Linked DNA regions of Sus scrofa: regions 1, 2 and 3 are each linked to region 4. A link is a contact called in public Hi-C and HiChIP or PLAC-seq data. All regions are on one chromosome and are shown on one strand. Each heading gives the region's core, a stretch centred on a gene start, on an enhancer-like site or on the middle of the called end of the contact. The rest is flanking DNA. Distances are from core to core; before and after follow the strand shown.

What was found. A called contact is a pair of places that touch in the nucleus more often than the background predicts. HiChIP or PLAC-seq counts read pairs in DNA pulled down with a chosen protein or histone mark.
Region 1: an H3K27ac HiChIP or PLAC-seq map of alveolar macrophages shows a contact between it and region 4. The contact joins the promoter of TAOK2 here to the promoter of SPN in region 4. A contact is called at or near these places in 1 of 5 promoter capture datasets (fetal skeletal muscle) and 1 of 2 datasets of contacts at active chromatin or transcription factors (alveolar macrophages).
Region 2: a contact with region 4 is called in an H3K27ac HiChIP or PLAC-seq map of alveolar macrophages. The contact joins the promoter of KCTD13 here to the promoter of SPN in region 4. A contact is called at or near these places in 1 of 5 promoter capture datasets (fetal liver) and 1 of 2 datasets of contacts at active chromatin or transcription factors (alveolar macrophages).
Region 3: a Hi-C map of subcutaneous adipose tissue shows a contact between it and region 4, with 2.5 times the contacts expected there. The contact joins the promoter of ZNF764 here to the promoter of SPN in region 4. A contact is called at or near these places in 1 of 47 Hi-C or Micro-C datasets (subcutaneous adipose tissue) and 1 of 2 datasets of contacts at active chromatin or transcription factors (alveolar macrophages).

Annotation. Positions count from the first base shown.
Region 1 is chr3:18,173,017-18,180,050 of Sscrofa11.1, forward strand. TAOK2 (serine/threonine-protein kinase TAO2) reads left to right here and starts at 5,331. Exons shown (of 18, transcript XR_002342897.1): 1 at 5,331-6,297. It overlaps TMEM219 (insulin-like growth factor-binding protein 3 receptor), which reads left to right. Exons shown (of 7, transcript XM_021088010.1): 5 at 913-1,130; 6 at 3,378-3,547; 7 at 4,721-4,818. The coding sequence ends at 3,515.
Region 2 is chr3:18,138,460-18,146,206 of Sscrofa11.1, forward strand. KCTD13 (BTB/POZ domain-containing adapter for CUL3-mediated RhoA degradation protein 1) reads right to left here and starts at 3,130. Exons shown (of 6, transcript XM_021086431.1): 1 at 2,697-3,130; 2 at 190-359. The coding sequence starts at 2,940.
Region 3 is chr3:17,795,587-17,802,784 of Sscrofa11.1, forward strand. It overlaps ZNF764 (zinc finger protein 764), which reads left to right and starts at 4,115. Exons shown (of 2, transcript XM_013992477.2): 1 at 4,115-6,070. The coding sequence starts at 5,875.
Region 4 is chr3:17,974,824-17,981,706 of Sscrofa11.1, forward strand. SPN (leukosialin) reads left to right here and starts at 3,908. Exons shown (of 2, transcript XM_005655097.3): 1 at 3,908-4,038; 2 at 4,437-6,883. The coding sequence starts at 3,923. The coding sequence ends at 5,712.

The sequences.
Region 1 (7,034 bases), core at 4,081-6,580, 200 kb after region 4:
CATATAGAATTGTTCTAAGGCCAATGACTTAGTAGACCATCCTTTTCCCACTAATTTGAAATGAGATGTGAACCTTTGATTTTATTTGCTTTTTAGGCATATGTGAACCTTTTATTTTATTTTATTTGCACCCAAGACATATGGAAGTTCCCAGGCTAGGGGTCAAATTGGAGCTACAGCCACTGGCTTACACCACAGCCACAGCAACGCCAGATCCAAGCTGCATCTGTGACTTACACCATAGCTCACAGCAACGCTGGATCCTTAACCCACTGAGCAAGGCCAGGGATTGAACCTGCGTTCTCGTGGATACTAGTCAAATTTGTTTTCACTGAGCCATGAGGGGAACTCTTCTACCCAAGTTTTGTTGCAGCTTACTGAGTATTGCTATGATTGTTTTATTGATTGTGAGCTAATTTAAATTAATTTTTGTGGAGTTCCCGTCATGGCGCAGTGGTTAACGAATCAGACTAGGAACCATGAGGTTGCAGGTTCGGTCCCTGCCCTTGCTCAGTAGGTTAACGATCTAGCGTTGCCCTGAGCTGAGGTGTAGGTTGCAGGCGCGGCTCGGATCCCAAGTTGCTGTGGCTCTGGTGTAGGCCGGTGGCTACAGCTCCAATTCGACCCCTAGCCTGGGAACCTCCATATACCGAGAAAGTGGCCCAAGCAATAGCAAAAAGACAAAAAAAAAAAAGAAAAAGAAATACATAAATTAATTTTTGTTTATATTGATACACAGTTATTTTCATTTCTCAGTGATGTAAATGATGGCATTAGGGCCCTTTATTACACAGAATCAATGCCAGAATACCTGAGGTAGTAGGAAGCCTGCAGAAATGAATGCGTCTAAAGGTGGATGGCCGCCATCCTACCCTGCATTTTCTTCCATCTCCTTCCCTGTGCCCCTCATAGGATCTTCTGGAAGCGATCTGGTCCTCATTACAGCCAGGGTGACCACAGAAAGGACCTGCCTATATTTCAGTGCTGCTCCAGGAATCCTGCCTTCCAGCAAGCCACCCATGTCCTGCTCTGAGGAGGGAGTAGGAAATACCACCCTGAGCCTTATGGCTGAGGGGTGTGTCAGTGTCTGGAGCCACGAAGGTCTTGTGCTCACCAAGTTGCTCACCTCGGTAAGAGCTTCCGATTATTGGAGTTTCATAAACTACCATGCTGAATGATGTGAGGTTTGTTTTTTTGTTTTGTTTTGTTTTGTTTTGCTTTTTCTAAGGGCCACTCCTGTGGCATATGGAAGTTCCCAGGTTAGGGGTTGAATTGGAGCTGATGCTGCCAACCTACGCCATAGCCACAGCAATTCGAGATCTGAGCCGCATGTGTAACCTACACCACAGCTCTCATAAACACTGGATCCTTAACCCACTGATTGAGGCCTGGGATTGAACCTGCATCCTCATGGATATTAGTTGGATTCCTTTCCACTTCCCCACAGTGGGAAATCCATGAATACTGTCTCTTGAAGGTGCCTGGAGGCAATTTTACCTAGTAGTAAAAGCATAGGCTTTATAGTCCTGCCGCAGAGGCTGCGTGACATTAAGCAAGCATATGAGCCTCTCTGAGCCTCAGCTTCCTCATCTGTAAAACCATGATACTATCTCCTAATTCCAACAAATAAGGGTAAGTGAGAATGAATGTCCAGTGCCTAGGTTAATGCCTGGTTAGTAAGAGATTGGCTAAATGACAGCTATTAGTATTAACTATTGTCTTTAAATACAATAAAACATGATCTTAACCTCAAAGGCATTCAGAAGCTGTAATTAGAGGCAGAATGGGCTAATTGCTTTCATAGAAACCTGACCAAAGTGTTATTCAAGCAGAGTAAGGACCACTTAGCTCTAACTTGGACATTTATGGAGAGTGCCTCACCAAGGAGGTGGTATTTAAGAAAGGGAATTGTTTACAGTAGTTTATAATGTACAAAGTGCATTCAGGTTCATTATCGCATTTGATCTTAAAACAGCCTTTTGAGGTAGCTGTTATTATCCCATTTTACAGATGAGGAAACAGACTTAGAGGGAGTGTATTGCCCCAGGCCACGCAACTGGTTAAGTGGCAGAGCCAGAATTGCCACCTTCAGCCATCTGATGAGTCCCAGGCTCATTCTTCCCTGTCAGGATGATCCTTGAATGAGGAAGATTTGAGCAGGGATGCAGGAGAGGGGGTTCAGGAGATGGGGGGAGATCTGTTCTAGGCAAAGGGACTGACCTGAGCACAGGCCTAGGGAGTGAAAAGTGTTCGGTCTTCAGGGGCATTCCATGATGAAGGCTTAGGGGTGCCTTAGGGGAAGAGGCGAAAGAGATACAGGGAGCAGGTCTTGAGGCTCCGTGATGCCTGGCTGAGATGCTAGACTTGATGCTTCAGGCCATGGGAGCCGCTGGAGCCACTGGTGGAGCAGACTGGCTAAGTGGAGGAGAGAGACTGGTTAGGAGGGAGCTGCATACCCTTCCCTTACATCGGCGAAGATCCTGCTGAAGAGCATGACCTGGGAGCTTGGAATCAGAGTTCTTGGTTTCCAGACCGGCTCTGCTTGAACATCTTAAAATGCAGACAATAGTGAACGTCCCTGGAGTTCCCATTGCGGCTTAGTGGTTAACAAACCTGACTAGGAACCCTGAGGGCAGAGGTTCGATCCCTGGCCTTGTTCAGTGGGTTAAGGATCCAGAATTGCCGCGGGCTGTGGTGTAGGTCGCATGCTGGACCTGGATCTGGCGTGGCTGTGGCTGTGGCGTAGCTGTAGCTGCGATTCGACCCCTTAGCCTGAGGACCTCCATATGCCGCAGGGGTGGCCCTAAAAAGACAAAAGACCAAAAAAAAAAAAAAAGTGCACGTTCCTATCTCCTGATGTCATTATGAATGTTCAGTTTGATGCTTGGGCAATAAAGCAGTCTGTAAACCATTGAGACAAATGTGGAGTTCCTGTCGTGGCGCAGTGGTTAACGAATCCGACTAGGAACCATGAGGTTGCGGGTTCGGTCCCTGCCCTTGCTCAGTGGGTTAACGATCCGGCGTTGCCGTGAGCTGTGGTGTAGGTTGCAGACTCGGCTCGGATCCCGCGTTGCTGTGGCTCTGGTGTAGGCCGGTGTCAACAGCTCCGATTAGACCCCTAGCCTGGGAACCTCCATATGCCGCGGGAGCGGCCCAAGAAATAGCAACAACAACAACAAAAAAGACAAAAAAAAAAAAAAAAAAAAGACAAATGTTAGCCTGTATAAAAATAACATTTTCCTTTTAGTTGCTCCTCTCCCCCATGGAGGCTTCTCTCTATAGCCCTTAGGTTAGGGTATCTAAGATGTCTTTCCAAGGGAAGTTTCTCTACAGTGCCTCTCCATCATTCCTCCTCCCCTCCCTGTCCTCACCCCTAGGAGGAGCTGGCTCTGTGTGGCTCCAGGCTGCTGGTTTTGGGCTCGTTCCTGCTTCTCTTCTGTGGCCCTCTCTGCTGTCTCACTGCTCTGTGCTTCCCCCCGCGCCGGGAGTCCCACTGGTCTAGAACCCGGCTCTGAGGGCACTGGCCTAGTTCCTGTCTCGTTCTCAGGTAAGGTTCTTTGCCTCAGTCCTGTGGGAACAGGGTATGGGGCGGGGGTGGCAATTCTAACTGAGAAAGAGCCATTCCTAAACAATATGGTTTGGCTTTACTTATTTCTGTGCCTTATATGGGTGGACTCATATTCTTTTGTGACTGACTTCTTTTGGTTAAACATTCTGATTTTAAGATTCATCCATAGGTGTAGTTCTCATCCAGGCTTTTTGGCATCAGTGGTGAATGAAGAGGGTTCAAATTTGATATGTTCTGGATATGAATTAATGTTTGTTTTGCATTTGTCCTAAAATTCTGATACCCTGTTTTATGATGCAAATTTTGTAAAATTCATTTTGAACTGCTCAAAGGAATTGATTGATGATTCCATTTACTGGGCACATACTACGTGCCCAAGGACTTCACATGCATCTTCTCTTTTTCCATTAGCCATCATTCCATTTAGATAAAGTTGATTCTGCTAGCAGGGTCTTTGGAGGGAACACATCTTCCAAAGTGGGAGTGTGGGACATATTGGACTAGTTAGTGGGTCAGCTCATTATGGTTAAAATATATATATATATATCCTGTAAAAAAATCTCACCCTTTCAGGTGAGTCTCATATAATTTGAAAATGAGTCATATATTGTACACCCAGCTCCTAAACTGTTCTCAGCTTGCTGGCTGCTGTGCCTTAGGAAATAACTGCGAGAGAAGAAGAAACAGCACAGGCCCAGGGAATGGCTCTGACGAAAGGATTTAGACCCTCAAGACTTACCTAGTTTTCTTCTTTTTCCTTTTCCTTTTTTTTTGGGGGGGGGGGGCTCTGCCTGTGGCCTGTGGAAGTTCCCAGGCCCAGGTATCAAACCCATGCCACATCAGTGGCCCACACCGCTGCAGTGACAAAGTGGGATCCTTAACTTGCTGTGCCACAGGAATTCCGCGACCACCTACCTGGGATGGAGAAAGGCGGATCCCTCTCAGCCTTTCTTAGATCTGAGCAGACTGGAAAGGAAGAGTTTCTGACTCCTGGCAGATCCTGGGGTCCTGAGGCCATCTCAGTTGGCATAAGTGCCTGTACCTATCTCTAGTTGTCACTTCCTCTGCTCCTTCCTCAATTTCTACAGCCATCCCAGAGCTTCCTCCACGGGTCCTCTGACCTGCCCTGTTTTTTTATTTTGTTCTCTTCAGGTGTGAACTTCTTGGGTCTTCGTTCGGAGTTGGAAGAGATGTTACAAAAAGTGGAGAGCTGGAATGTGGGAGGAAATAAAAGGCTTTTTTTTTTGCCCAGCGTTTCCCAGGGTGTTCATTGGGAATTGGATTAAGGTGGGAGTTTTAGGGTAGAGGGGCTTGCGAGGTTTTGGCGGATTTTTCCTTGTTGACTCTCTAGTTTGGGATACAGGTCGGTATAGGGCATAGGTTACTGCAGCTCTCGGGTATGGTCATGGAAATGCTTTGACATAAGTGCAGTGTGACCTTGTGCACGTCATGCTGCAATGAAGAAATATGACAGAATTTTACCAGCAAAGATTCCTCGAACTTGGTAGCCCACGTCCCGGCTGGATAGTTACTAAGCAGGACAGTCCGTTTTCCCGCCTTTTCCGCGCCCAGCAGCAGTCTTCCCTTACCCCTCCCAACCTCTACCCTGCACGCAGGCGCAGATCGCAGCTTCTTATTTCCTGCCACCCGCGCCCCCTCAAAGCTTCCCCTAGCAACAAGCTCGGGCTCAGCGCTAAGGCGGGGCGGGCGCATGCGCCGCAGCCCTTTCCACCACCAGTTGTCGGACAGCGCGCTGGGCTCCTCCCCCTCCAAGACTGGCCCTTCTCCCGGCCTCCTCCCACCCGGGGTCCGCGTGGCGGGGCGCGCGCGCACTCTGGCTGGGTTACTGCCCAGCTCCCCGGCCGCAGCGGTAAGGGGAGGGGGCGGGACTATTCCCTTCTGAGCCCCGCCCCCTTGGCCCGGCGTCTCTACCGCGCCTGCGCGCTCCCGCCCGGTCTCCATCTTGGAATTGGGAGGAAGAGGGAGAGGGAGACCGGGACGAGACCGGGGCTGTGGTGCGGAGAGAAGCTGAGACTGAGAAGAGGAGAGGGAGAGAGGGCACGGGGACCGCCCTTAGCTACAATCTTTCCGCTATCCTCGGGAGAGAGAAGGGGAAAGGGAGGAGGCCGGGGCGGGAGTGGAGGCTGTCACCCTCGGACCCCGGCGTGAGAGGGGCCGTGCGGTCGACCGTCCTCGGGGTAGGCCCCCTGTCGGTGGCCGAAGACCTGGGGCTCAGTCCCTTCGGTCTCGAATTTCCGGGCTTGACCCCACGCTTCTCAAATATCCGGGTATCAGCCCCTCAGATTTCAGATATCCGGGACTCGGGTCCCAACCTCTCTAAACCTGGGGCTCTGTTTCATAGAATTTCAAATATCTGGTGTTCAGGATCCTGCGTGTACCAGTATCCGGGGTTCATTCCCCACTAGTTCAGATATCAGATTCAGCCTCCCCCCGTTCAAATATCTGGGGCTCAGACCCCACAATCAGAAATCCGGGATTCAGCAACTGTCGCCCTCGAGGAGGAGGAGGACTGGACCGCGAGGTCAGATCAGGTTGTCACCCCCTCCCCTCCACGGGAGGCTTCCCGGGCCCGCCCCTCAGGAAGGGCGAAAGCCGAGGAAGAGGTGGCAAGGGGAAAGGTCTCCTTGCCCCTCTCCCTGCTTGGCAGAGCCGCTGGAGGACCCCAGGAGGAGGCGGAGGCGCTGGGGCACCATAGTGACCCCTACCAGGTGAGACACGGGGTGCAGGGGCGCGGGTCCCTGTGTCTAGCTTGAGAAGAAAGGGTGCTTCTTTCTGGGAAGCTGGCCCTGGGTAGGCCCTGTCCTCAGGATGGGGAAGCCCAACGGGGCCAGTGGTCAGCCTCTGACTAGCCTTGCCTTTTGCTGCCACCCTCTTTCCCTTCCTCTTCCCTTCATTATTGCCTGGTTGCTGGGGGACCTCAGGTGACAGGGTCTCCGATGTCACCGGGGGTCATACCCTAGGGTGCTTGAGCTAATCGGATGGGTTTGTGCCCTTCTGGTCTCTCTGTTCACTTTGCCCCTCACTGCTACCCCTTCTCCATGATTGTAACCCTCTTTCCTTACTGCTCTGGGTTGTTGATTCCCATGCCTCTGATCCCTGTGGTGGGTCTGTTTATCTGTTTTTCAGGCATGGTCTGGTTGGGTTTCTTGTCCTTTCAAGGAAGTGTGTGAGTGCATTTGTATCTGGGGGTACCTGGCAATATTTCCCCCCAGCCTATTGTTACCTTCCAACCTCTTGCTGTGATGGTAGAAGTGAGCCCATTTGTCTGGCAATTTATTTCCAAAGTGCTTTATATCTCTTCTCTCATGTGACCTCTTCCCCTCCATTCATCTGGTGAGGGGCTCATTGATTGCTGTCTTCCCATTTTACAGTTGAGAACATTAAGGCCCAGAGAGGTTGCCCAAGGTCACACAGTGGCAGAATCAGAATTGGAACCCAAGCCCTT
Region 2 (7,747 bases), core at 1,880-4,379, 160 kb after region 4:
GCAGAGGTCAGTACTCCCAAATCCTCTGGGGTCATGACCAGTCAGACTAGGCCAGAGGCTACTCCTCAAGGCAGTACCCCGTATTTCCTCTTGTTTTCCTTTGATGTCTTAAGACCTAACTGCTCGGGCAGCTCTCCCAGGGAGGGGGGCATAGGGGTGGGACTCAGGAGGTGGGGGAGGGACCCTCACCTGCAGTGCCAGCTGGCAGTCCTCAATCAGTCCCTGTACCAGGTAGTAGCGTGCTTCACCCAGTAGCTCCCCCAGTTCTCTGGTACTCTCAGGCAGTGGCACGGACCCGTCCCGCAGGTAGTTGAGGATTGTACCAAAGTGGCGGCCGCTCCGGTCGATCAGCACCCAACCTGGTGAGGAGGGGAGAGGCAGAAGGAAGGATGGCTTTGCTGAAGGCCCTGGAGTTACTACATTTTAATGAAAAAAGGACTCCAGGAGTTCCCGTCATGGCGCAGTGGTTAACAAATCCGACTAGGAACCATGAGGTTGCGGGTTCGGTCCCCGCCCTTGCTCAGTGGGTTAAGGATCCGGCGTTGCCGTGAGCTGTGGTATAGGTCGCAGATGCGGCTCGGATCCCGAGTTGCTGTGGCTCTGGCGTAGGCTGGTGGCTACGGCTCCGATTCGACCCCTATCCTGGGAACCTCATATGCCATGGGAGCAGCCCAAGAAATAGTAAAAAGACAAAAAAAAAAAAAAAGGAAAGAAAAGAAAAAAGGACTCCAAAGCTACAAAATCTAAATGCTCATCTGTCTCAAGCCTCTGCCATATCCAAGAAAATGGCTTTATTTTTTTTTTGTCTTTTTTTTTTTTTTTTTTGGTATTTCTTTGGGCTGCTCCCGCGGCATATGGAAGTTCCCAGGCTAGAGGTCGAATCAGAGCTGTAGGGCCAGCCTACTCCAGAGCCACAGCAACGCGAGATCCGAGCCGCGTCTGCAACCTACACCACAGCTCACGGCAACACCGGATCCTTAACCCACTGAGCAAGGGCAGGGACCGAACCCGCAACCTCATGGTTCCTAGTCGGATTTGTTAACCACTGCGCCATGATGGGAACTCCAAGAAAATGCCTTTAAAACATCTCCAGTGAGATCTCCCACAGGCCCCTTTTCAACACATCCAGACACACAGAAGTAATTCCCTCCCACATCTGTTCTATACCTGGAGGGTTCTCACCAAGAGAAAGTTCCTCCGGATTACCGTATCAATAAACCTCTACCTCGTGTTACTTCTGATCATCCTATTGAATTAGAATGCTACCCCAGGGAGTTCCTGTTGTGGCGCAGTGGTAACAACCCAGCTGGTATGCATGAGGACTCGGGTTTGATCCCTGGCCTCACTCAGTGGGTCAAGGATCCAGTGTTGCCCTAAGCTGTGGTGTAGGTCGAAGACATGGCTCAGATCCTGCAGTGCTATGGTTGTGGCTGTGGCTGTGGCCAGCAACTACGGCTTCAATTCGACCCAACCTGGAACTTCCATATGCTGCACCTGCAGCTCTATAAAGACCAAAAAAAAAAGGGGGGGGGGAGTTCCCGTCGTGGCTCAGTAGCTAACGAACCAGGCTAGTATCATGAGGACTCCAGTTCGATCCCTGGCCTCGATCAGTGGGTTAAGGATCTGGCGTTGCTGTGAGCTGTGGTGTAGGTCAAAAACTTGGTTTGGATCCTGCATTGCTGAGGCTGTGGTGCCGGCGGGCAGTTATAGCTCTGACTGGACCCCTAGCCTGGGAACCTCCATATGCCACAGGTGCGGCCCTGAAAAGACAAAAAAAAGAATGCTACCCCACTCTCCACTACCATTTTAACCTTTGTATTCTTCATAGACCTCATTGCCATCTGGAATTACATGTTTCTGTCTTCGTTTTGGTATGTTTACTTGCTTATTGTCTCTCCCTACCCCCACAAAAAAGAAAACTCCATAAGGCTCATCTTAATCAGATTCATTTACCAAACTATCTCCTACACTAACTGGCATTTTGCCAATATTCATTGAACAATAAACTCTTCACCTGCAGATATTTGAAGACTGAGCTCTGCCTCCCCAATTTCAATTTTCCTGCTCTCACAATCCTTGTTAACCTCTTCTGAATCCCCCTCCCTGGACTTTTAAGGTTCCCCTTGAGCATATGGAGCCCGAACCTGACTGCGACACACTTTGAGAAGGTAAGGTTCGCCTGCCAGAGAGAACTGTCCACTCTCCACTCTGGCGTCCCTGGCAAACCCAAAGCAGCCCTCTCCTCTGACAGTCTGTTATTTACAGATAGATTTCTAGAGTGTAGGGACCTGTGTTAGGTCCTCCAACTCTCGGGGGTGGTTGCTGGCAGTGCTGAGGTAGAAGAAACTGATGAAGGTTGCCTGGAAGGGTGCTGTTGGCACCAGGGCTGCTTCCCGAGTCTTTTGAGCTGAGGAGGAAAGAGTGGAAGAGTCCGTGGGGAGCAGTAATGAAAATTTGGTCCTAACATGTTGAGAATTTGCTGGTTACTACTGCTGGGTGTAAAGACCGAGGGAGGAAGGGGATGAAGAATGAGAAAAGGGAGGTGCCATGGGATGTAGGGGATGGAAGAAGTGAGAATGAGTTGACTGGACGGCAAGAGAGAAGGGGCGTGAGAAGACTGGGCGAAGAAAGACTGGGAGAAAAGGGAGACGGGGATCTGGAGGAGGCAGGACAGTAAGCAAGGGCGGCTCGCGTACCTCCGGCGTCAGTGAGCACCTCCGCGCGGCCGCTGAACATGGCCTTGAGCATGGTGTCCTGTCCCGTGAGGGTGCGCAGCGTGGTGTAGTGCAGCGAACCGCCCACGTTTAGTTTCACATACTTGCTGTTCGGGGTCAGGGGCTTGAGACCGTAGGCGGCGGAGCCAGGCTCGAGACCCGCGGGCTTAGGAACTTCCAGGGACTGGGCCTCCGCCGCTGCGGGGCCAGACGCCTCGGCCGACATGCCTGGTGGCGGCGGCGGGCGACGATCCTTGGTTGTCTCCGCACCCTCCGGCCGCTCCCAGAGACCCCGGGACCCGAGCCCTTGGGCCGGACCGCTGGGCCCGCACGCCCCTAAGCCCCGCCGCTACTTAGTGACACTGGCCCTCTGGATCATCGCGCCGGAACCGCCCGGAAGCCGGGCGAGAACTGCGCAGGCGCGTCAAGGTCCCGCCCCCGACCTCGCGCGGCCGGGAGGGAGGAGCATGCGTGGTGGCGGTGGGCTGGCAGAGGGAGTCGAGCGCGGGCTGCGGGAGGGCGGGGCGCCGCGTGAGGTGTGTTCAGGTCGCCTGTCCGGGAGACTCGAAGTAGGGCTCTTGGCCACCTGCCTGTGTGGAAAACACTGCCCCCTTCGCGTATCTCCACTCTCAGGGTGCTTCATGGGCGTGAAGGGGAAGGGGCCCAGAGAGGCAAGGGGTTGGGGCACAGTTTCCCGCCTCCCGGCCCCGCGCATTTGACAGCTGCGAACGAAAGCCCCAAGGGGAGCTCTTAAGGGAGGCCAGACGGAGGTGGCCTCCCAGAGGAGGTGGCAGTAATGCTAGGTAGGGCATGCAGGATGTGAATAGATGAGGTCGTCCGTTGACGAGCGCTTCTCTGAGGAAGTGATACTGAGCTGAAGCTCAGAAGAGACGCCTATGTGGAGGCGGAGGGCAGAGAGTTCCAAGAAGAGCCCGGGGCAAATACAAAGACCCGTAAACCAGACACACTTGGCATATTTAACAGGCAGAAAGAAGGTCAGGGGTGGCTAGAGCAACCTGGACAAGGGTTTTAGAATCCCAGCCTATGTCGTGAGACACCCAACCTTGGAAGAAAGAAATAAGCTAGGAAAACGTTGCTGGTAAAGTGTGGCGAGAAGTGTTTGAATCTGATCTCATCTGCATTCTGTTGAGAGGCTGATACCTGGGACATTTAACAGTCGATCTGAATGTCTAGCAGGAGAATCTGCTGGAGGGAAAATGAAGCATGAAGCTGTAGTTCTGCCTGGCCATCAGTTCACCGGCAGTGTTACTTCTCTCTGGGCTTGTTTGGTTTCTTTTCTGCTGAGTGACGTGTGCAAATGTAAATGGCAGGGGCTAGGTAGGAATGTAAATGAGTGGAATGAACCAGTTACAAGGTATTAGGGAGTAACAGGGCCTGTGTTAGCCTGGAGAGCCCATGTTTTACCCAAAGGGCAATATTGTCAATTCTGATTTTTCAAGTGTAGCTGGTGAGAAAGAGAAAAGCAGCTCATGACAACTGGGACCCAGTTTTCACTATTCCTTCAGAAGCCTCTGTTGCTATGAGGGGGCCTGACACTATAAGCTAGGCTATGATGTTGCCCTGTTGAGCATAAACAATTTTATAGGACACCAGCTTCAGAAAAAACTCCTCTCTGATGAATTGAAAGACTGTTCCATAATCATAATTGAACACGAAAACAGGAACATTGTCCAGACCACAAAAATGACCAATGGTGACCTTTTCCATCACAGTCTGAGTGACGGCTGCTTCTTTACCAAGTCCAGCTTTAGCCCTGATCCATTCCTCCTAACTTCTAGATAAGAATTATTAAGATAACCAAAAAGAAGGAGCTCCCATTGTGGCTCAGTGAGTTAAGAACCCAAACTGTATCCCTGAGGATGCTGGTTTGATCCCTGGCCTTGCTCAGTGGGTTAAAGATCCGGTGTTTTCTTCTCTTCTTCTTTTTTCTTTCTTTCTTTCTTTCTCTCTTTTTTTTTTTTTTGTCTTTTTAGGGCCACACCTGTGGCATTCAGAAACTCCCAGGCTAGGGGTCGTATCAGAACTCTAGCTGCTGGCCTATGCCACAGCCATAGCCACGCCAGATCCAAGCTGTATCTGTGACCTACACCACAGCTCACAGCACTGCCGGATCCTTAACCCACTGAGCGAGGCCAGGGATTGAAACTGCGTCCTCATGGATGCTAGTCAGATTTGTTTCCACTGAGCCATGACGGAAACTCCAAAGATCTAGTGTTGCTGTGAGCTTCGGCCTAAGTCACAAATGAGGCTTTTATCTGGCATTGCTGTAACTGTGGTGTAGGCTGGCTGCTGCAGGTCTGATTCAACCCCTAGCCTGGGTACTTCCATGTGCTGCAGATGTGGCCCTTAGAAGGCAAAACAAGGAAAAAGAAAAAGAATTATCCCTACTTCCTGGCAGCATCCAACCTAGAGCAAATCTCCCCTTTTTTGAATCCTACTAGAAAATCACCCAACACAAGCCCCAATCCTGAAATAAGTCCTTTCTAGTATGTGCTTACAGAGGTGCCCAGGCTGCATGCCCCGTGCTATGCTGTCTCCCTTGTTCAACCACAAGTGCGCTCCTGGTGGTCTTTGGCCGGAAGGCATTGTCAGAAATGGAGGATCCACAGAGATTCAGCTGAAACCCTCACTAACTCAAACTAGGACCCTCGACTCTAGCAACAACATACACACCTGAGATCCCTTCTGTCTCTAACTGTTTGAGGTTGCAATCCTACCCTTGGCTGGGAGGTAAGTTCTTGTTGAATTGGACTCTGACGTTTTGTTGAGACCCTTGAGTATTGGGATTATTTTGTTTGTTTTCTTTGGAAAACGATCCCCTTCCGTTTTTTGATTATCCAGTCACATTTTTCCTTGGGAGAACTGTTTTCTGGCTTTCTCCACCTGCTCCTATGGTCTGCCCCCCTCTCTAGTGTTTTGGATTTTTTTTTTTTTTTTTTTTTTTTTGGCCACACCTGTGGCATGTGGAGGTTCCCAGGCCAGGGATCCAACCCGCATCACAGTTGCTGCCACAGCTGTAGCAATGCTAGATCCTTAACCCACTGCGTCTCATGGGAACTTCCCCTGTCTAGTGTCTTGAATATAGTGTGTTACAAGAGGAAAAGTCTTCCTTTTTTTTTTTTTTTTTTTTTTTTTGTCTTTTTAGAGCTGCACCTGCAGGCATATGGAGGGTCCCAGGCTAGAGAGGTCCAATCAGAGTTGCAGCTGTCGGCCTATGCCAGAGTCACAGCAATGCCAGATCCGAGCCGCATCCTCGACCTACACCATAGCTCACGACAATGTTGGATCTTTAACCCACTAAGCAAGGCCAGGGATCGAACCTGCAACCTCACGTTTCCTAGTTGGATTCGTTTCTGCTGCACCAAGATGGGAACTCCAAGAGGAAAAGTCTTTAGAGAAAGGATGGGTGTGTAGCCCTAGATATTTGAGTACATCACAAACCTGTTATTTATTGCTCAATCTCTGGTGACTGAACACCACTCGTCCCTCTAAGAAGCTGAGAATGCTAACCCCTTGAGACTTTTATCATTAGCCTGCTGGAGTATCATTTGTTATCAGAATTAACCAGATACGGAGTTCCCGTCGTGGCTCAGTGGAAACGAATCTGACTAGCATCCATGAGGATACAGGTTCGATCCCTGGCCTTGCTCAGTGGGTTGGGGATCCGGCATTGCCAGGACCTGTGATGTAAGTCACAGACGTGGCTCAGATCCTGCCTTGATGTGGCTGTGGTATAGGCCGGTGGCTGCGGCTCCAATCCAACCCCTAGCCTGGGAACTTTCATATGCTGCGGGTGCAGCCCTAAAAAGGCAAAAAGAAAAAAAAAAAAAAATTAACCAGATAAGTCACTCTATCAGCCAAGGCCCAATCAGTCTGTCCTACCCCCAGCCCTGCAGATTGTGGAATTCAAAAGTTGTCCTCAAACCAGTGTCCTTTGAATAAATTTTACCTCAGGTCACATTCCAAATATTTATAAGGACTTCTTCCTCAGTATTGTCTGTGTGCCTGAAAACGACTTTGTTTCATTTCTTCTGCCCAGATTCAGGTCATTTTTTTTCTGGCTCCTGATCAATGACGATTGGTCTTTGGCCAAGTTCTGGAGATACAAGGTTGCACAGCACATCTTTATGAACTCTTGTAACGCTTGTCTCAGCTAAAACTGGGCCAAATACCTGATTCCTTCATGTTTTCTCACAATTACAGTAACTTGTACCCTTATCTTGCTAACTGGCACAATTTTCACTAGGGACAGTTTATTTATTTATTTATTTTTGCCCTTATTTTTTTTTTTTTTTTCCTCCCAGGGCAGCACCCGAGGCATATGGAGGTTCCTAGGCTAGGGGTCTAATCGGAGCTGTAGCTGCCAGCGTACACCACAGCCACAGCAACACGGGATCCAAGCTCACAGCAATGCCTGATCCCCAACCCACTGAGTGAGGTCAGGGATCAAACCCGCATCCTCATGGCTACTAGTCAGATTCGTTTCTGCTGCACCACAATGGGAACTCCTCACTAGGGACAGTTTAGAAGTTCAGTGGCCATTTTGGGGAACTTAGGACAAGAAGAAGATTCTTTGAGAGAACAAAAGGAAAGAGATTGTCTTGGCTGTCAAAAAGAGATTCTTTTGTTTAACCTGGATAATATTTCATTTTCGTAACTAGAGATTAATAAATGCTGACTTTTTAATTGTATAGCTCTATTAAATTGTCGAGTGCCTAAGATATATATATTTTTTTTTTTTTGCCACCCCAGGGCATATGCAGCTCCTGGGTCAGGGATCAGAGCTGAGCTGAAGCTGCAACCTAAGCCTGTGGCAACACCAGATCCTTAACCCACTGTGCCAGGCTATATTTATACATTTTGTCTTTTGTCTTTTTAGGGCCACACCCGCAGCATATGGAGGTTCCCAGGCCAGGGGTGGAATCAGAGCTGTAGCCACTGGCCTATGCCACAGCAATGCCAGATCTGAGCTGCATCTGCCACCTACACCATAGCTCACAGCAATGCCAGAT
Region 3 (7,198 bases), core at 2,865-5,364, 180 kb before region 4:
AGTGTAGGTCGCAGAGGTGACTCGTGGCCGTGGCTGTGGCTGGCAGATGCAGCTCCAATTCAATTCAACCCCTAGGAAGCAGGGATGAATACCAATAGCTACATTTTACAAATGAATAAACTGAGGCTCAAGGTTTCACTGCTACAAGGCAGCAGAGCTGCAAACTGGCCCTGTGCCCACCTGTATCTACCACTTACAAGCACTCAGATCTGGGCCCAACACAGGTCAGGGGCTCGGGTGAGGGTGAAGTGAGAACTCAGGTCTGGGCGGGGAGCCAGCCTTGCTTGTCTGGGGGAGTCTCGGCAGGAAACCGAGAGCCCTGCCAAGGCCAGTGACTTTCACTTGGAAAGGACAGTCAGTGTTCGGTGGCCACATATTGCCTGACTTCTGTTGGAGAGACAGCCGGTGATAAGGGAGCTCAGAGACGAGGGAAGCTAATTTCACTCATTCCTTAAATACCATTGAAGACTTTGTGGAGGTTTTTTGGGTCGGGGAGCTGCAGGGACATACTGACTCAGGTCTAGCCTTCAAGAGCGTGATTTAGGGAATTCCCGTTGTGGCTCAGTAAGTTAAGAAGCTGACTAGTATCCATGAGGATGTGGGTTCAGTCCCTGGCCTTGATCAGTGGGTTAAAGAATCCAGCATTGCCACAAGCTACGGCGTAGGTCGTGGATGTGGCCTGGATCCTGTGTTGCTGTAGCTCTAATTCAACCCCTAGCTTGGGAACTTCCATATGCCACGGGTGCGGCCCTAAGAAGCCCAAAAAGAAGGAGTTCCGTCTTGTCACAGTGGAAATGAATCCAACTAGGAACCATGAGGTTGCAGGTTCGATCCCTGGCCTCCCTCAGTGGGTTAAAGATCCGGAGTTGCCGTGAGCTATGGTGTAGTTGGCAGACCCGCCTCGGATCTGGCATTGCTGTGACTGTGATGTAGGCTGGCAGCAACAGCTCGAATTGGACCCCTAGCCTGGGAACCTCCATGTGCCAAGGGTGTGGCCCTAAAAAGACAAAAGAGCAAAAAGAGAAAGAAAGAAGGTGGAGCTGGAGAGAGGAGGAGCCACAGAGGAAGGGGAAGCAGAACCAGGCACAGTGTGAAGCAGAGCTGCCTGGGTCAGCACAAGGCACAGGACAAGTGCTGTCTGTGCTTGTTTGTCCAGCTAACAATTATCCATTAAGCATGGATCATGTGCGAGGTAAAAATGTATGTGCCAAGAAACAGCAAGGAAATCAGATGCAGGAATCCTCTTGGAGCTTATAATTGGAGTGGGGAGAGTTGAGTGACAAGCCAGTACATAAATAAGACAAGGTACTGTGATTGCAAATTATAAGCTCTACAGGAGTTCCTGTCATGGCTCAGTGGTTAACGAACTGACTAGCATCCATGAGGACGTGGGTTTGATCCCTGGCCTCGCTCAGTGCGTTAAGGATCTGGCGTTGCCACAAGCTGTAGTGTAGGTTGCAGACATGGCTCGGATCTCACCTTGCTGTGGCTGTGGCGTATGCTGGTGGCTACAGCTCCAATTCGACCCCTAGCCTGCAAATCTCCATATGCCATGGTTTTGGCCCTAAACAAATTTTTTTTTGGATTTGATTCTAAATAAATTGGGAAGCCACTGCATTGTTGTTTGCTTTTTTTGTTTGTTTTTGTGGGCTGCACCCGTGGCATATGAAGGTTCTCAGGCTAGGGGTTGAATCAGAGCTGCAGCTGCTGGCCTACACCACAGCCATGGCCATGTCAGATCCTTAACCCACTGTTAATTGAAGCCAGGGATCGAACATGAGTCCTCACGGATACTAGTCAGAATTGTTTCCGCTGAGCCACGACAAGAACTTCTCACTTTTTAAAACATTTTATTTTATTTTATTTTACTTTTTTGCTTTTTTAGGGCTGCATTTGTAGCATATGAAGATCCCACGCTAAGGGTTGAATCAGAGCTGCTGATGCTGGCCTACCAAACAACCACAGCAATGCCAGATCCAAGCCAAGTCTGTGACCTACACCACAGCTCAGGGAACTTGGGATCCTTAACCCACTGAGCGGGGCCAGGACTGGAACCCACATCTTCATGGTTACTGGTCGGGTTCATTATCACTGAGCCACCACAGAGACTCCCTTTTAATATTTTAAATTATAGTTAATTTTTTTTGTGTGTGTGGTAACCTACACGTCATAAAATTTACCATTTTAATTTTTTTTTTTTTGTCTTTTTGCCTTTTCTAGGGCCGCTCCCATGGCATATGGAGGTTCCCAGGCTAGGGGTCTAATTGGAGCCGTAGCCACCGGCCTACGCCACAGCCAAGCAACTTGGGATCCGAGCCGCGTCTGTGACCTACACCACAGCTCACGGCAATGCTGGATCCTTAACCCACTGAGCAAGGCTAGGGATCGAACCCGCAACCTCATGGTTCCTAGTCGGATTCGTTAATCACTGAGCCACAACGGGAAGGACTCATTTTAAACATTTTTATTTTTGTTTTTTTTTTTTTTTTTTTTTTTTTTTTTTGTCTTTTTGCCTTTTTTTCTAGGGTTGCTTCCAAGGCATATGGAAGTTCCCAGGCTAGGGGTCCAATTGGAGCTGTAGCCGCTGGCCTATGCCACAGCCAAGCAATGCGGGATCCGAGCCGCATCTGCAGTCTACACCACAGCTCACAGCAACGCCGGATCCTTCACCCGATGAGCAAGGCCAGGGATCGAACCCGCAACCTCATGGTTCCTAGTCAGTTCGTTAACCACTGAGCCACGATGGGAACTCCTGAAATATTTTTAAATGTACAGTTGGGTGGCATTAAGTACATTCACACTCTTAGGCAACCAACACCACTATACCTCTAACTGTTTCATCTCCCCAATAGAAACTCTGTACCCTTTAAACAAAATGCCCTATTCCCTCTTTGCCCAGCCCCTGGTAACCAAAATTCAACTTCCTGTCTTTATAAATTTGACTACTTTAGGGACCTCATATAAACCACTGTTTTGTTTTTTTGGGGGCCACCCTATGGCATATGGAGTTCCCAGGCTCAAGATCAGATCTGAGCTGCAGCTGCAGCAGTACTGGATCCTTTAATCCACTGTGTCAGGTCGGGGATTGAACCTTCATCCTGGCGCCGCAGAGATGTCCGACATGGATTCCATTGCGCCACAGTAGGAACTCCCCCCTGGAGGGTTTTAAGCACATGACCGTCAAGGGTTCAGGTAATCTGATTTGAATTTAAAAACTTACTTTGCTATTACATTTATTTATTTACATATTGATTTATGTATTTTTTGTCTTTTTTGAGGGCCGCACCGGCACTATGTGGAGGTTCCCAGGCTAGGGGTCTAATCAGAGCTGTTGCTGCCGGTCTATACCACAGCCACAGCAACGCAGGATCCAAGCCACATCTGGGACCTACACAACAGCTCACAGCAATGCTGGAGCTTTAACCCACTGAGCGAGGCCAGGGATCGAACCAGCAACCTCATGGTTCCTAGTCAGATTCGTTAACCACTGAGCCACGATGGGAACTCCCTGTATTATGTTTAGAATGGATAGACAATAAGGTCTTACTGTACAGCCCAGGGAACTGTATCCAATGTCCTGGGATAGACCATGATGGAAAGTAATATGAAAAAAAGAATATCTATATGTATATGTATGACTGAGTCACTTTGCTGTACAGCAGAAATTGGCACAACATTGTAAATCAACTGTACATTAATAATAATACTTTTTAAAAATGACACAAAACCCACTCTGGCTGCTCTGAGGAGGGATGGCAGTGGAGGAAGTTGAGTGGAGGTGAGAGAAGCAGAAGAACTGGAGGTAGACACTCGAAGAGGAAAGGATAGGGCCTGTCCAAGGGCTGGATGTGGGAGCTGCAGTATCAGAGGGGCCTAGGACAAGGACAAAATTTTCGGCTGAGTGAGGAGGATGGAGATAACAGGGTAGACTGTGGCTTCCTGTAGCTGGCAGGGAGCTCTTGGAGCTGTCTGGTTCAATGTTTTTTGTTTTTATTTTTAGGGCCACACCTGCAGCATATGGAAGTTCTCAGGCCAGGGGTTGAATTGGAGCTGCAGCTGGGGTCTACACCACAGCCACAGCAATACCAGATCTGAGTGGCATCTGCGACCTACACCACAGCTCATGGCAACACCAGATTGTTAACTCACTGAATGAGGCCAAGGATTGAACCCACAGCCTCACGGACACTGTGTGAGGTCCTTAACCGGCTGAACCGCAATAGGAACTCCTGGTTCAAAGTCTGAAGCAGGGTTTGAGAAACTGAGGGTGGACCTCTTTGTTGAGGGCACTTTAGAAGGGGCAGGAAGAAGTGGCACTTGTTGCCATCTTGCGGGAATATTGCTCCACAGAATATGCTCTGGGAAAGGCGGAGGCCCAGAGACCAGCCTGGAGACCCCAGGCCTAAATCAGCAAGGACCTAAACCAGAGGAGCTAAACTGTTTTGTGAAGCCTGTCACCCTCCTGTAGGGCAATTTCACTTGAATGACCTTTGGCCCCACCCACCAGCATATGGAACTTCTGAGGCCAAAGATCTAATCCGGACCCATCTTAGACCTATCGCACAGTGATCACACCAGATCTATAACCCACTGTGCTGATCCAGGAATCGAACCAGCAACACCACAGAGACAAGCCACATTATTAATGTACTGGGCCACAGAGGGAGGACTCCTGAATGACACCTCCCTGTACCTGACTCCTAAACACAACCCTCTTACGTACTTTTTTTTTTTTTTACAGTCAGAGAAATTATTTTTTTTTCTTTTTAGGGCATATGGAGGTTCCCAGGCTAGGGGTTTAATCGGAGTTGTAGCCGCCAGCCTATGCCACAGCCACAGCAACACGGGATCCGAGCCACATCTGCAACCTACACCACAGCTCACGGCAACACCAGATCCTTGACCCACTGAGTGAGGCCAGGGATCGAACCCCCAACCTCATGGTTCCTAGTCGGATTTGTTTCTGCTGCGCCACGACAGGAACTCTGAGAAATTCTTTTTTAACTTACTTTTAATCCTTATGCCCTGCTCTGCGACCTACACCACAGCTCAGGGCAACGCCGGATCCTTAACCCGCTGAATGACACCAGGGATAGAACCCACATCCTCATGGATCCTAGTCGGGCTCCTTACCGCTGAGCCACAGCAGAGACTTCCAAGAGGGTCCTTCTGACCTTTCTCAGACCTTATCCTATTCACTCCCGGCTGCCCCTACAACCTCCTGGAACAGGAGCTTCCAGAATTTCAGTCTCGACCAGGCTTCCAATAGAGAAGGTTCCTGGACCATCTCATTTTTAGATCCTCAGCCCTGGGGATAATCTGCTGTCACCCCGTGACGGGTCGAAGCCCGCGGATAAACGACCCAGAGCCGAAAAAAAAACGTCTGAATTCGCAGCGGCGGAACGAGCCGGGCTCGGCGCTGGAGGCGGTGGTCGCCAGCCTGGGCGGGGCCGCGGCTGCACCTTCAGCACGGCGGGCACTGGGACCCGGCTGGGAAGCGGGGCCGCCGCGCTCTGGGCAACGCCGCCCCCCGGCCGGTGGCAGCGCCTTGGCGGGCGTCCTGTCGCCGCCGCGGCCATGTTGACTGAGGGCTCGAAGACAAAGCCACCTGGAGACACCGGCGTGGCGTCATCTGGGCACGACGGCGCGGGAGCAAAGTTCGTGGGGCGGTGTTGCCGCCATCTCTCAGGAAGGCACCTTCCAGTCCTGGTTCTCCGGGCATCTTCGGCCACCCCCGTGGGTCCTCGAGGGGCTGTTCCTGCTCCCCCGGCCCCAGACCCTTGGGCCCGGCCGGGGAGCAACCCGGATCGCCTCTCCTGCATGGACCCCGGCCGGTAGGGGTGGCGCTGGCCCACCGCCGGGGTGGCACTTACGATGGCGCCGCCCCCGGCCCCGCTCCCCACGCGGGAACCTAACGGGGCCGGGGGCCAGTGGGGGACACCGGAGCCCGTTAAGTTCGCGGACGTGGCCGTGTACTTCTCCCCGGAGGAGTGGGCGTATCTGCGGCCCGCGCAGAAGGCCCTCTATCGGGACGTGATGCGCGAGACCTACGGCCTCCTGGGCGCGCTCGGTGAGGCCTCACCTGCTCTCCTGTGTCCACATCCCCGTTCACCCCGCCCAGCCTCGGGGTCCTGCACGTGGAGTGGGCGGCCCCAGGAAGGCGGGACCCTGTGCGGCGGCCTCCCCCGCAGCCTGCGCTTTGCGTTCTTCTCCCCCAGGCTTTCGAGGCACCAAGCCAGCCCTCATCTCCTGGGTGGAGCAAGAGGCCGAACTGTGGGGTCTAGAGGCCAGGGATCCGGAGGTGGGAGAGTGTCTGACAGAGGCAGACACAGGTGAAGTACTGGGTGCTCTGTCTCGTGGGGACTTCCTCTGGGCCTGATCCATCCTGCGCCCCCTCTGCCAACTCCTTCCCTGCTCATCAGTTTCCCCCTTGAATTACTTTCTCAGTTACAGTTATTATTATTTTTGTCTTTTGTCTTTTTAGGGCCGCACCTGTGGCATACGGAGGTTCCCAGGCTAGGGGTCTAATCGGAGCTATAGCCGCCAACCTACAGTACAGCCACAGCAACGCGGGATCCGAGCGGAGTCTGCAACCTACACCACAGCTCACGGCAACGCCAGATCCTTAACCCACTGAGCAAGGCCAGGGATGGAACCCTCGTCCTCGTGGATACTAGTCAGGTTCTTTAACCACTGAGTCACCATGAGAACTCCTACAGTTATTATTATGCCTGGTCCCTGCTGAGCTTCTGGATTTAGCCTAGAAAGGGGCTGTGAGTGTGACTGGCATACCTGCCTCTCCACTCCCAGCTCCTCCGAATCTGAGCCCCTCTCATCTAGCTGGTCTCTAAGCTCTGCTGAGCTCCACATTGTCCCTCCTGCTGTTTGCCTGCCCTCTGGCTCCTCTGCCACCTCCTGGGTTTTAGCTTACTTTTTTTTTTTTTTTTTTGGCTGAGTTTGCCGCATATGGAAGTTCCTGGACCAGGGATCGAATCTATGCCACAGCAGCAACCACAGCTGCTGCAGTGCCAGTGCCAGATCCTTTACCCACGGTGCCACAAGCTAACTCCCAAAACTTTCTCTGCTTTTTTGGCCGCCCCCGCAGCATACGGATTTCCTGGGCCAGAGATGAGATCTGAGCCACAGTTGCCACCTACATCTACAGTGTTGTAGCAACACTGGATCCTTTATCTGTGTT
Region 4 (6,883 bases), core at 2,658-5,157:
CATCACCTTCTGTCTTTGTGGCCTTGGGTCAGTTATGTCATGTTTCTGCCTCCGTTTCTTCAGCTGTAAATAGGGATAATAATAGGGAGTTCCTGTTGCAGCTCAGGGGGTTAAGAACCCAACTACTATCCATGAGGATGCCAGTTCGATCCCTGCCCTCGCTCAGGGGGTCAGAGGTACTGGCGTTATCATGAGCTGCAGTGTAGGTGGCAGACATGGCTCGGATCCTGCATGGCTGTGGCTGTGGTTGTGGCCGGTGATTCGACCCCAAGCCTGGGAACGTCCATATGCTGCAGGTGTGGCCCTAATAAATAAATAGCCAGGCAGAGCCATATTGAGAAGCTAACATTTGGGCCATTTCAATATTTGGGTGTGAAGAGCCTTAGATGGCACAAAGACGCCAAGCCTCAGATTCTCCAGGGACCACCTGGAAGCCTGAGGGGCAGGAGGAGAGGGAACGGGGGCAGTAGGGAGGGGCAGATCAGGGTGGCCTTGCTGTCCATGGGCTTTTTCTCCGAGTGGAGTGAGAGGGAGCTGTGTCAGGGTTTAGAGCCGTCTCAGGGGAGGGATGTGACCAGATATTTGATCCTGGTTCCTCTGGCTTCTCTGTGGCTGAGAGCCCAAAGGCAATGAGGAAAGACAAGGCTTAGGTGCTTAGACAGGAGGTGGGGGCATGGGGGGGCACGGGGGGGTAGCAGTGAAGGTGGAAAAGAGTATTCAGATTCTGATTCTTTCTTTTCTTTTTTTCTTTTTTGTCTTTTTAGGGCTGCACCCACAGCATATGGAGGTTCCTAGGCTAGGGGTCCAATTGGAGTTACAGCTACCGGCCTACACCACAGCCACAGCAACTCGGGATCCGAGCCTCGTCTTCGACCTATACCACAGCTCAAGGCAATGCCTGATTCTTAATCCACTGAGCGATGCCAGGGATCGAACCCACATCCTCACGGATGCTAGCTAAGATGGGAACTCCCTTTGCTCACTTTCTATGTTGTGAGCCACACAGTGGGAAGTCCCCTCTGCTCACTTTTTAAAACAATTTTTTTTTTTCTTTTTTGACCGCCCCTCAGTATCCGGAGTTCCTGGGCCAGGGATCAGATCTGAGCCAAAGTTGTGACTTAAGCTACAGCTGTGATAATGCCAGATCCTTAACCCACTGTGCTGGGTTGAGGGTCCAACCTTCATCCCAGCGCTCTCAAGACACTGTGGATCCGTTGTACCACAGCTGGAACTCCAGATTTTTTTTTTTTCTTTTTTTTGTCCTTTTAGGGCAACACCTTTGGCATATGGAAGTTCTCAGGCCAGGGTTCAAGTCAGAGCTGCAGCTGCAGCTGCAGCCTAAGCCACAGCCCAGTGACGGCAACACTGGATCCAAACCACATCTGTGAACTATATCGCAGCTTGTGGCAATGCCAGATCCTTAACCCACTGAGCAAGGGCAGAAATCAAATCTGCATTCTCACAAGACAGCGTCAGGTCCTTGACCCCCTGAGCCATGATGGGAACTCCCCACTTCAGTGATCTTTTTTTTTTAAAGGTTGAGAAATTGGGTATCTTTACGCAGTCTTACAACATTTTTGTTTATTTTTTTGAATTAAAAAAATTTATGTTGGACTTCCCGTTGTGGCTCAGTGGTAACAAACCCGACTAGTATCCATGAGGACGCAGGTTCAATTCCTGGCCTTGTTCAGTGGGTTAAGGATCTGGCATTGCCATGAGCTGTGGTGTAGGTCACAGATGCGGCTTGGATCTGGTGTTGCTGTGGCTGTGGCAGAGGCTGGGAGCTGCAGCTGCAGCTGCAATTCAACCCCTAACCTGGGAACTTCCATATCCCGCAGACACGTCCCTAAAAAGACAACAACAAAAATCCATTTAGGAGTTCGATGGTGGCTCAGTGGGTTAAGGATCCAGTGTTGTCACTGCTGTGTCTCAGGTTGCTGCATGGGTTCGACTGCTGGCCTGGAACTTTTGCATGCTACTTGTGCAGCCAAAAAAAAATTTTTTTTAAACCTCCAATTACTTTGCAGCCAATTACTTCTATGTTTCTTTCTTTCTCTCTTTCTTTCTTTTCTTTCTTTTGGTCTTTTTGTCTTTTTAGGGTAGCACCCACTGCATATGGAGGTTCCCAGGCAAGGGGTCCAATCGGAGCTGTAGCCACAGCAACGCAGGATCTGAGCCACATCTACGACCTACACCACAGCTCACGGCAATGCCGGATCCTTAACCCACTGAGCGAGGCCAGAGATCAAACCCGTGTCCTCATGGATGTTAGTCAGGTTCCTTAACCACCGAGGCACAACGGAAACCCCTACTCCTACATTTCTGTTTGCAGGAGCAAAATGTTGAAACAACGTAATGTCTGACAATGGAAAGGTTTCCTCCCTCCCTCCCTTCTCTCCTTCCTTCCTTCTTTCCTATTGTTCCGTTTTTTTAAAAAAAAAGTGTGGAGCAGTATGCATGATAAAACCTAATACTAGCCTATACATGTATATGAGAACAATGTCTAGTCACTTATGATGGAGCACGATGATGTGAGATAAAAGAATGTACACATGTACGTGTAACTGGATCACCGTGCTGTACAGTAGAAAAAAAATAATAACGTATTGGGGAAAAAAAAGAATATGCCTGTGTATATGCATCCAGACTTATCGTTACTAGGGCATAGCTGGCGGTGGTGGTAGAGGAGCTTTGTCACTTTTCAATTCCTGCCTGTTGGGAAAGCCAATCCACCGCAGCCCTGAGCAGCCCTGCACACTCCTGCTCCTCTGCCAGCAAGGCACGGTCCCAGATGCTCTCTATTCAGGGGGTTGCTCAAGATTGTGTTCGCAGTGAGTAACTCTGAGGATGAAGTAACGTCTCCTTTTGGGACAAAGAGCAGGCTTGCTAACCACCTCCTCGAAAAGAGGAAAATTCTCCAAGCTCAGCTGCCGTGCAAACCCCTCGCCGTCACCCCTGTGGGACTCAGAGGCAAGAGGAACTGAAGCAGACACGGTGCTTCTGCTGCTTGCTTAGCCATGAGGCGCGGATGCCTGCGTCTCTGACCTAGGAATCGCACATCTTTGTCGGACTAACTCTTAGCTCATGAGTTCGGTTCGATCCCGGGCTGTGACATTGGCTTCTTTTAATCATCTCTCACGGACATGTATTATTACTTTTGTGACATAATCGGTTTTGATTTTTTTCGAGAAAGGCAGAATACAAAACAAAAAACCACACACGTACCGAAAGCCCAAGCTTACACGTTCAACGAAAGTGAGAAAAGAACAACTATCCAAGGCAGAAACTAAAGAACTCCCTACCCAGACGTACCCAAAGAAACGTGGTAATACCTCAGTAGATACCTTTCCAGACTGTCATCAGTGTTGACTCCCACATTTTTATTAGTCTTCTGCAAAAATAAGATCGTAGCGTATAGCGTGCTTAAGAACCACTTCGATTTAGTCAGGCATCCCATGACTGGGGGCCACTGTGGTGACACCAGCCCACTCCAGCTTCTCGAGAAGTCAAGAGCCCACCAGGATTTTCCTACAACCTGCGAAGGCTTTCACTGCCCCCAGCCAGAGGGAGGGAGTTCCTCGCACCCTGGTACTTCCTGGGAGCTCTTGGGGCAGAAAAAGTGCTAGCCTTGGGTCCTGGCCTAACAGCTTGGGGACCACAAATGCAAAGGAAACCACCTTCCCCTCCCAGCTCCTCCTCCGCACCCCCCATTCTCAACCACACAGTTCCACCCCTCCACCCACTCTCACCCCTATCCCAGCTTCACCCTCTGCTATCACATTTCCCAACTGAGAACGAGGAACCCCATTCCAGATCCCACCCACCATTCCCACCTGCCCCAGAGTCCCCCACCATCTCAGACCCTGAAAAAGCGATGCCTTGCTCATAGCCCGCCAATGTAGGAGCAGGAGGGTGGGGCAGGATGCTGGGGTGGGTGGAGCCAGGGCCATTTCCTTTCCCCCTGGGGCCCTGGCCACCAGTCTTGCCCCAGCTTCAAGAGGAGTTGGAGCAGCCTGGCCGCAACCTCGCCCTTATCAGGTGAGCTGGTAAGGGGTGTGATTTGGTGGAGCAGCAGCCCCAGTGCACCTGGGGATGTGCTTCTGGCTTGAAAAAGACCTTGATGGATAATGGAAAAGGAGACTGTGGAGCCACTGAGGCTGCCCACGGTTGGGACAGGTGGGGAGGGGGTGGCCTTTGCTGGAGCACAAGCTGCCAAGGCAGGCTGAGGGGACCTAGGGAGAGAGTTGATGGGGGAACCGCCAGCATCTTGTACTTTCTGATACGAGTACAAGCAGGGGTGGAAAAAGCCGTTGAACCGCAGAGTTCGGCCTGGCAGTTGGCAGGGAAGTGGGCAAGGGCGGGGAGAGGGCCTGGCTAGGTCCTCCCCCCACCCCAGGTTCTTATGTGTTCTCTTTCTCCGGTTTCCCCACCCTCAGGTCCCAACTCCTGCTCATGCCTGTCGCCTTGAAAATGATCCCGCTTTTCCTCTTCTTTGGGAGCGTCTGGGCCCCAGTGGCAAGCCTAGAGCTTCCAGAGAGCACGACTGCTTTGCAGATGTCTGAACCCGCAAGGTCCCCTTTTCCTTTGGTCTCTGTCTCTGGGACCCCCGAAATCAACTCAGAAGCATCCAGTCTTTCAACAACTGAGCTCCCTGAGGAAAGTAACAGCCCTGGGCATCAGATCTTCCTGCCTTCCTCAACTCCCTACCCAGCTGAAGAGGTGTCCTCCCCCGGGATTTCCATTGCTGCCAGCAGTGGCCTTCCTCTCCCCAGGTCAGTACTCTCCCAGGAAGTTTCCACCAACAGGAAATCCATGCTCCTGGAGATCTCTGATGCAGCCAATACACCTGCTGTCTCAGGAATGAGCTCCCTGGGGTTGCACACTGTGACTGGTAAAACCATGACCACCAGCTCTCTGGAGACCTCTGATGGGACCAGTGGACCTCCTGTCACCACGGCAACCAGCTCTCTGGAGACCTCTGATGGGACCAGTGGACCTCCTAATACCACGGCAACCAGCTCTCTGGTGGCCTCCAGTGGAACCACTGGACCCCCTGTCATCATGGCAACTAGGTCTTCGAAGACCTCCGTTGTGACCCGTGGACCCCCTGTCACCATTGAAACTGGCTTGCTAACGACTTCCAAGGGGACCAGTGGACCCCCTGTCACCAGGGAGACCTCTATGAAGACCACTGACCCCATCTTTGGGGTAGGAATATCCACCGTAGACACAAGCAGTAGCTCCCCCCAAAATTCAGGTCAGAGGACAAATGGCACCATGCTGGTAGCCGTGCTTGTGGCCCTGCTGGTGGTCATTGTCCTCGTGGTACTACTCCTGCTATGGCGCCAGCGGCAGAAGCGGAAGACAGGAGTCCTGACACTAAGCAGAGGTGGAAACCGCAATGGGGTCGTAGATGCCTGGGCTGGGCGAGCCCAGGTGTCCGATGAGGAGGCCATGTCACCAGAGGGAGCATCTGGGGGCAACAAGGACTCTGGGGCTCCCCAGGGGGAGGGGCCTGGCCAGCGACCCACGCTCACCACTTTCTTTGGGAAACGGAAGTCTCGCCAGGGCTCCTTGGCGCTGGAGGAGATAAAGGCTGGGTCAGCCGCCAAGCTGAAGGGTGAGGAGGAGCCGCTGGTGGGCAGCGAGGATGGGGCTGCGGACGCCTCTGCTTCTGATGGGCCAGAAGCCAGAGAGGCGGGGGCCGCTTAGGGCTTCATGACAAGGATGGAAGCCAGAGTCACTCCCTCTTTCATCACCCTCCCTCCTACCGTTACATCCAACTTCACTGTCACCCAGCTTTTTCACCCAGCACCCTTTGGATGTGCACGCAGCATCTTCACTCTGAGTCTTCATTCGGCTTCTTGGCCCTGGATCATCCCGCCAGCATCTGCACTCAGCACCTAGACCAGGGCTGGCACCCACTGAACGCCTGTAGACAGAATGAGCAAAGCTTGAATGAGCAAAGCTTCCTCGTGGACCTCACTGCTCCCCATCACAGTTTCTCTATGTTTTTGTCCTCGACCCCAGCTGAGTCTCCCTAATCCCAAACTTTTTGGACCTTGGATTTTTCAGAGGATGCTCCAGGGATCCCAGAGTCTGGGAAGATGACAGAAAAAGCAACCCAGGAAACTCCTCCTTAGGATGACTCTGGAAAGTACACTCGGCCCCACAGACTAGAACAGTTGACCCTTCTTTTGACTCTGCGCCCAGGAGCGCTGTGCCGGGCCAGCCTGGAACACGGGCTGGGTTGGTGTCATCGGGCTGCGCTCTCGGGTGCGTGTGTGACAGCCCCTGGACTCTAGGCTGGCCCACTGTCCAAGCCGCCACACTCTCCCTCACCTCTGGCCTGAGACAGCCAGAGGCTTCAGCTGTTTCCCCTCCCCCTCGGAGGTGAGAAGAATTTCAGGGCAGGTGTCATTCTTAGAAGTCTCAGCATCTGTGTGGGTCCCCGTATGAGGGCGGTTTGCGCGAGCGAGCGAGCGGGAGAGGCGAGGAATCCGTGATGTTTGTGAAGGGCGGGGGTGAGGACAGGGGCGGGGGTGGGGGCGAGGGCAGGAAGGGCTGCAGAGGCTGAGGAGATGCCACCCTTGTTGCTGCCGAGGCATAGGCGCCCTCATCTTTGCTCAGATTGGGCAGAGGTAGATTGAACTCCGCCTGTGGCCGGCCCTGAGGGGAAAGACCGCATGCGTGACGACTGAGTGTGGTTCCTCAGCTCAGCCACTCGGTCATCTCTTCCTCAAAGACCCCCCCCCCAGCCCCCGCACACACCCCCCCCCGGCCCCCGGCCCTGTTCCAACACTCGCAGGAGACCCAGGGCGGGTCTTGCTGATGCTGTTACAGGTTGGATGTGTTTGCATCTCCTCTTCCATCCTCCAAGGGA